2 separate regions of the Mus musculus genome follow, and region 1 is linked to region 2. The links are chromatin contacts, called in public promoter capture Hi-C maps. All regions are on one chromosome and are shown on one strand. Each heading gives the region's core, a stretch centred on a gene start, on an enhancer-like site or on the middle of the called end of the contact. The rest is flanking DNA. Distances are from core to core; before and after follow the strand shown. Region 1 overlaps Cetn3 (centrin 3). Region 2 overlaps Adgrv1 (adhesion G protein-coupled receptor V1).

Region 1 (2,703 bases), core at 199-2,698, 390 kb after region 2:
CTAAATTTGTAGATTTTTCTTTTAACCACTTTTAATCTATTTTTGTTTGTTTGTTTGTTTGTTTTCTCTGCTGCTCTGTTTCAGTTCCTGAGTTATATTTAAAATGTCACAATGTTCTTTCCCAGGCTGCCTGTGAGGTGCAGCGTTGTGTACCACCTGTCCGGCAAATATATGCTGGTGTCTCTCACAGCCTTCCCATTGCCCTCTGGGCTTATTAGCCTTCATCTCCTTTTCATTCTGTCGATAATATTCTTTTCCTAAATGTGGGTTGTAGTGTCGTCATTTCTGTGCTCAGACACTGAAGAGTGAATCTTCACTACCTGCAGAGTAAAGCACACACTTAGTACTGAGGTCTATTTATGCTGCATTCTTCATTCTTGCTTTAACTGTTATGTACTGAACATCTATATCCTGATGACGGTGGCTTTGCTGCTTTCTTCTCTTAGGGAGCAGAGAGCCCACTTGTCTGTTGAAGTGCTTCTCACTTTCTCCAGCGAGAACTTTGGAAACACCATCTTTTTCTCAAAAGCCTCCTTAGTGGTGTATGGCAGCTGATGAGGGTGCCATTAAGGGCTCATGACATTTAGAAGAGCAAACTACCTTCATATTTTAGTATGTTTAATATGGATCCTCTTGGTTGCAAACCAAGTTTTGTACTTTTTTTTTTATATTTTAAACTGATGAAGATAAAAATATTTTTTTGCCATTTTGTGACATTTAGTAATTCATTTGCTTTTATAAATGTTTAATGGTATCCAATTTTTAAGAATAACTATTTTTTCAATATTATGGGTTTAATGAAATAAAGACTGCAAATGTGGATATGAAGGCAAATAATGTATACTACAAAATAGACATAAATATGTAGGTATATCTGAAGATAAAGAAGATTAATACCACAGTCTCTCAAAATAAATATAAATAATATAAAACAAAGTACACTATGTGCTTTTATAAAAATGAAAGTAACATTTAAGAAGCTATAGCAGACCACTTTTTAAATAATGATAATGATGGTTGGAATCTTTTATGTTACTCAATTTTCATAATAGCTTCTGTAAAGTGGATAGAGTACTGTAGCTGTATGCACATAAGAGAGATGCGTGTATAGTAGATTATCACAGAGCTAGTCCATGATAGCAGCAGAGCTCAGACTCAGTTCTCCACAGTGAAAAGGGCATTCTGTATTGTTTGAGATACTACAGTAAGATGTTAACTGCGATGGGAAGCAGTGTATTAATTTATTGACTAGTACTTCTGATGCTAAACTTTGTTTTTTTATTTTTCTTTTGAAGCCATGTAGCTTCTCAGGTACTCAAACTTTATATAGATTGTGTGTGTGTGTGTGTGTGTGTCTGTCTGTCTGTGTTTGTGTCTGTGTGTGTTTGAGAGTCATTTCTCACCTTCTTCCTTGTTGAGGGAGTGACTTCCTGTTTCTGTTTCCGGGTTGCATACTTCTGGCTAGCATGCCTGCTAAGATTCTCCCTTCTCTCTGTAGGAGTGCTGAGATCACAGAAGTGCACTGCACTATCTCTCAGGTTTTTATCTGGGTCCTGGGGGTTGAATTCTGGTCACCAGGCTTATGTGGTGAATGCTTTTTGGCTGAGCCATCTTCTTGGCCACTCAGATACTTATCTTTAAGCCAGGTGTTATGCTGTTGTCAGAAAGATGGTTGGTGAAGTTAGAAAGCCTGGCTTTCTTGTCACCTCCCTAGTAGTCAAGTGGCTAGTTTGGTTCCTTTAGTTCCTTTGTTCTTTACTGTTTTAGACTTAACTGTTATGCTTTTGGATATTAAATCATGAAATAGATTAAAATATTTTTGTAATACTATCATATGTTAAAGTATATATAAATAACATAAAACAGCTATTTGTGACTTCTACAACTTTTTGAAGCTGAATTTGAAGTTTGATTATTGAAATTTTATATTTTAAAAAAAGCAAAATCTTGAATAAAACTAAAGTACTTAGTTTTTAGTCATAGCTCTGTTACAGTATTAAATGATTTATAACCAAATCACTTTGAAGCTCCTTTTATTGCTTTCCTAAGAAAATAATACTTTCTGGTTTGGCCTAGAAGCCTCAGTGTAGATTGCTTCAATTGTGTTTTTAGATGAAGCTCCACACTGGCTTAGGATTCTTATCTATTTGAATTCTTAGTTGGGAGACAAACAGGTCGTATTCTCATAAGCTCTTTAGATGTGGTATTTAACCGAAGAGGTCACAACTCTTCATTTCTCAGGTTCATGAGTTGCTTTGTGTCCTGTCTCTTCCGTGTCTCTCAGAGGACCTTGTAAATGTTTCAGACTGAGCAGGAGCTGATGGAAGTCGGCCTGCTTTGACTTAGACTTCTCACTGGCCTTAGCTCACGGTTTACCTTTCTAGGTGTGTTTCCTCTTCCTGTGTCTGGGATGGCATTCCCCACCTTGCCTTCCCTTCTTTCTAAATGCCATACTTTTAATTGACAATCCAAGTCATGAGTTGTCTTTAGTAGTGTTTTCCAATACTTTTTGATCCATATTTTATAATATATTACTGTAAGTTCTGTCCATTTATTCTCCATTTCAAACTGAGCACAATTATTGCACCAGCTCTGGGGTTACTTTATTAGATGAATTCTTGACATATATGCCATAAGTGAACATTTTCTAAACCATCCTCAAGGTAGCTTTAGCATGAAAGTAACCTTACCCACATATTAAGA
Region 2 (3,122 bases), core at 91-2,590:
CTAGTATCCTAGACCCTTCTGCTATGGTTTCTGATTTTAAACTGTCCCTTTTGATTCTAGGTGTGTCTTCTTATATTGAACTAAAAAGCAAAACAGTATTATTTCCTATATTTTCTACTCAAGATCCCTTATTGTCAACACCTTGCAAAATGATATTAACACTGACAGGGTCACAAACAATTTTCATTTCTTAAGAATCCTTTACAGTAACTTTCATGATCACTCAGTTTCCTGCCTGACAGTCCCTCATTGTTCTAAATGACGATTAAGTTCTGCATTTTTATGATGTTGTGACTTTCATATGTGAATGGAATCTTTCACCCTACAATTTTGGAGATTTTTTTTTTGACATGATCATTAGGAGATTACACTGGCTGATGTGTCTCGATGGCTTGTTCCTTACCACACTTAGTAGGAGTTCACAGCTCATTTAGCCTTTTGCCAACTGATGGACAGTTTTATTATAATAAGCTACCACAAACATTCATGTAGAGATTTCTGTGTAACAAGTTTTCATTGAAATAAATGGCCAAGACAGTAATTGCATGGACCTGCATAATTCATGTGTAGTTATTTAAGAAACTAACATCTTTCAGATGGTTATATCATTTTACATAGCCACCAGCAATAAACTAATTAGCCAGTCTCTGAATTCTTGCCAGTATTAGGTATTGTCACTGATTTTATGACAGCCATTCTGGAAGATTCAGATAAAAATCTCTGTGGCACACTGAACATCTTATACAGATATGTCCTCTAGTGCAATGTCTTCATGTACCACTCTGGTTTTGCTTACTGTATTCTTCCTTCCATGATCATAAACCCATTCTTCTTATCACTGCATTTGACAGACAGGATATTCTGTCATGGTGTTCTTTCACTGTGAGCATATTGATATGAAAGTATTACTTTTCTAATGCCTTAATTTCTTTTTCATTGTGGAGGGATGTTTTTTCTACAGGTGAAATAACATTTCTACCATTTGAAATCTACAATTTATAGTTGGGCTCCAACACTTCACTTCAGTATTTTCTTCTCATTTTTATAGTTTGATTATTATATACTGTTACTGTTAATATCATCAGCCTCACAGGAGCTAGAGCCACTGAAGAGTCAGGCCTGAGAAGACCTATACGGGATCACTTAGATTATGTTAGCAGAGGTTAACTCACCCTGAGTGTACACAGTGACAATCTAGGCTCTGAAATCTGGATTAAATGAAAGTAGAAAGCTGGGTGTGCATCTGACTCATCTCTCTCTGCTTCCTGACCATGGACACAGTGTGAGACTGCCTGTGTGCATCTGACTCATCTCTCTCTGCTTCCTGACCATGGACACAGTGTGAGACTGCCTGAACCTCCTTTGCTTCATTGCTGTGATGGACCACACCCTTAAACTGCCAGCCAACACAACCCTCTCCCTCCTGAAGTAGCCTTTGTCTGGTGTTCTGTCACAACAAGATGATTACAGCACCTCAATGAAGGATTTTCTTTTTCTTATTTATTTTGCCTGTGGATTTTTTTTTTTAGTTTCTTCAACATATATTCTAATAACCTTTATGAAATTGAAAACATTTCCATCTCTATTCTTTCAAATGTTTTTTTTTCAATCCCTATCTCTTTCTTCTTTCTTTCAGGACTCTAGAGTCATAATGTTAATTTTTGCTGTTGCAGCTTTGTAGGTCCCTAAGCCATGCTTCATTAAGTTTTCTCAATCTCTCTGCTGCCGTTGTTCAAACAGAGGACCAACTGTCATTCTATCTACAAGATAGTTCTTTCCTTTCTCTTTGTTCTGTCCCTGAGATTGTCTAGGCCACTTTCGTTATTGTTTATCTACATGTAAAAACCTCCTTTGCTACTCTTCATGTCCTCTATTTACTGCCTAAGAGTTCTTCTTTCCTTATTTAGACAATTTCTTTCACTTGTTTAACTGCTGATTAAAGCATGTTGTGCAGCTGTGTTAAAATCTTACTGAGTATTTCTCATATTTGGCTCATCTTATTGCTGACATCTACTTATTACTGTTTTCCATTCCACTTGAGATCGTTCCATGCTCTGATGAGACAGATCTGTGTTGACTGGTACATGTTGTATCTTACCTCAGGAGACTCGGGTTATTATTTGTTTGTTTGTTTGTTTGTTTCTTATTTATTATTAGCTCATTTTGACACTGCTATGAGCAAAAAAGGGAAATATTCCTCCTGACAGGGAAAGTGCAGTTTTCCTAACTGGTTTCTGAAGTAGAAGGAAGGAGAGCCTTCTTTATCATTAGGTGGAGTGAGACCTTGTCAGTAATCTCACCTCCACAGATCTCTCCTCTGAGAACCTGTCCATTGCCATCCAGTGTTCTCCGCTGACACTGTGCCAATGCTGGGCACCTTTAACTGTTTTCAGTGGGCAAAGTCCCAACTCTCAGCCCGGTCCTCTGACATGGCATGCAGAGACCAAGGTTCCCGCAAAGGTTACAAATCTATATTCCCTCTCTCTCTCTTTCTCTCACTCCCTCTCTCCCATCCCAAGCCCCCATCCTTAACCCCCCCCCCCCAGCTGATATGGATAAAGTTGGGTAAAATTTTTCTGGCATGTTTGACCAGAGAATACAAAAGATTTTCATCTAAAAGCTTTCTAACTTGCTTATCTTTCCCTTCCCTTCCCTTTGCACTACAGAATACACACCTGCATGGGGTGTCCTGATCTTTGCATTACACACATTATATCTGTATGAGGAATTTTGTTATTTGCACTACAGACAGCATATCGGTACGGGATTTCCCGCTGCTACTACTTACACTATAGACATTATATCTGTATGGGGAAATTTGCTCCTTGCACTACAGACAGCACACCTGTTTAGATTTTTTTTTTAACTTCTTTTCCCCCATGACTGAATCCATATGGCAAGTTCTTCAGCTCAAAGCCTTGGGTATAAGGGAAAAAGAGAACTCTAGAACTTGCCTTTCTAGGTGCTATGTGTGCCCAAACCCCCAGCTCATTGCTCCTCTCCAGTTTCAGAGACTCCTAATATTGTTCTATGTGTAACACCAAGGCTCTGTAGTTGATCTCAGTGGGGAAAGGCATATCTGCTCCATCGTTCAAGAAACAAAGTCCTCCTTTATAGGAAAA

Evidence for each region. Capture Hi-C pulls out chosen DNA fragments and counts their contacts.
Region 1: a contact with region 2 is called in a promoter capture Hi-C map of adipose tissue. The contact joins two enhancer-like sites. A contact is called at or near these places in 1 of 115 datasets of contacts at active chromatin or transcription factors (epiblast stem cells) and 2 of 9 other capture datasets (adipose tissue and pancreatic islet).

Annotation. Positions count from the first base shown.
Region 1 is chr13:81,792,518-81,795,220 of GRCm38.p6, forward strand. The region is part of intron 4 of Cetn3 (centrin 3); the gene reads left to right. Among named protein-coding and RNA genes, the nearest start is that of Cetn3, 11 kb to the left of the region's middle. Within about 2 kb of position 1,449, at least 65 of the 459 cell types and tissues checked have an H3K27ac peak or open chromatin away from gene starts, as enhancers often do. A contact at or near this core is called in adipose tissue, where this site is marked.
Region 2 is chr13:81,400,646-81,403,767 of GRCm38.p6, forward strand. All of the region lies in intron 77 of Adgrv1 (adhesion G protein-coupled receptor V1), which reads right to left. Among named protein-coding and RNA genes, the nearest start is that of Adgrv1, 230 kb to the right of the region's middle. Within about 2 kb of position 1,341, at least 57 of the 459 cell types and tissues checked have an H3K27ac peak or open chromatin away from gene starts, as enhancers often do. A contact at or near this core is called in adipose tissue, where this site is marked.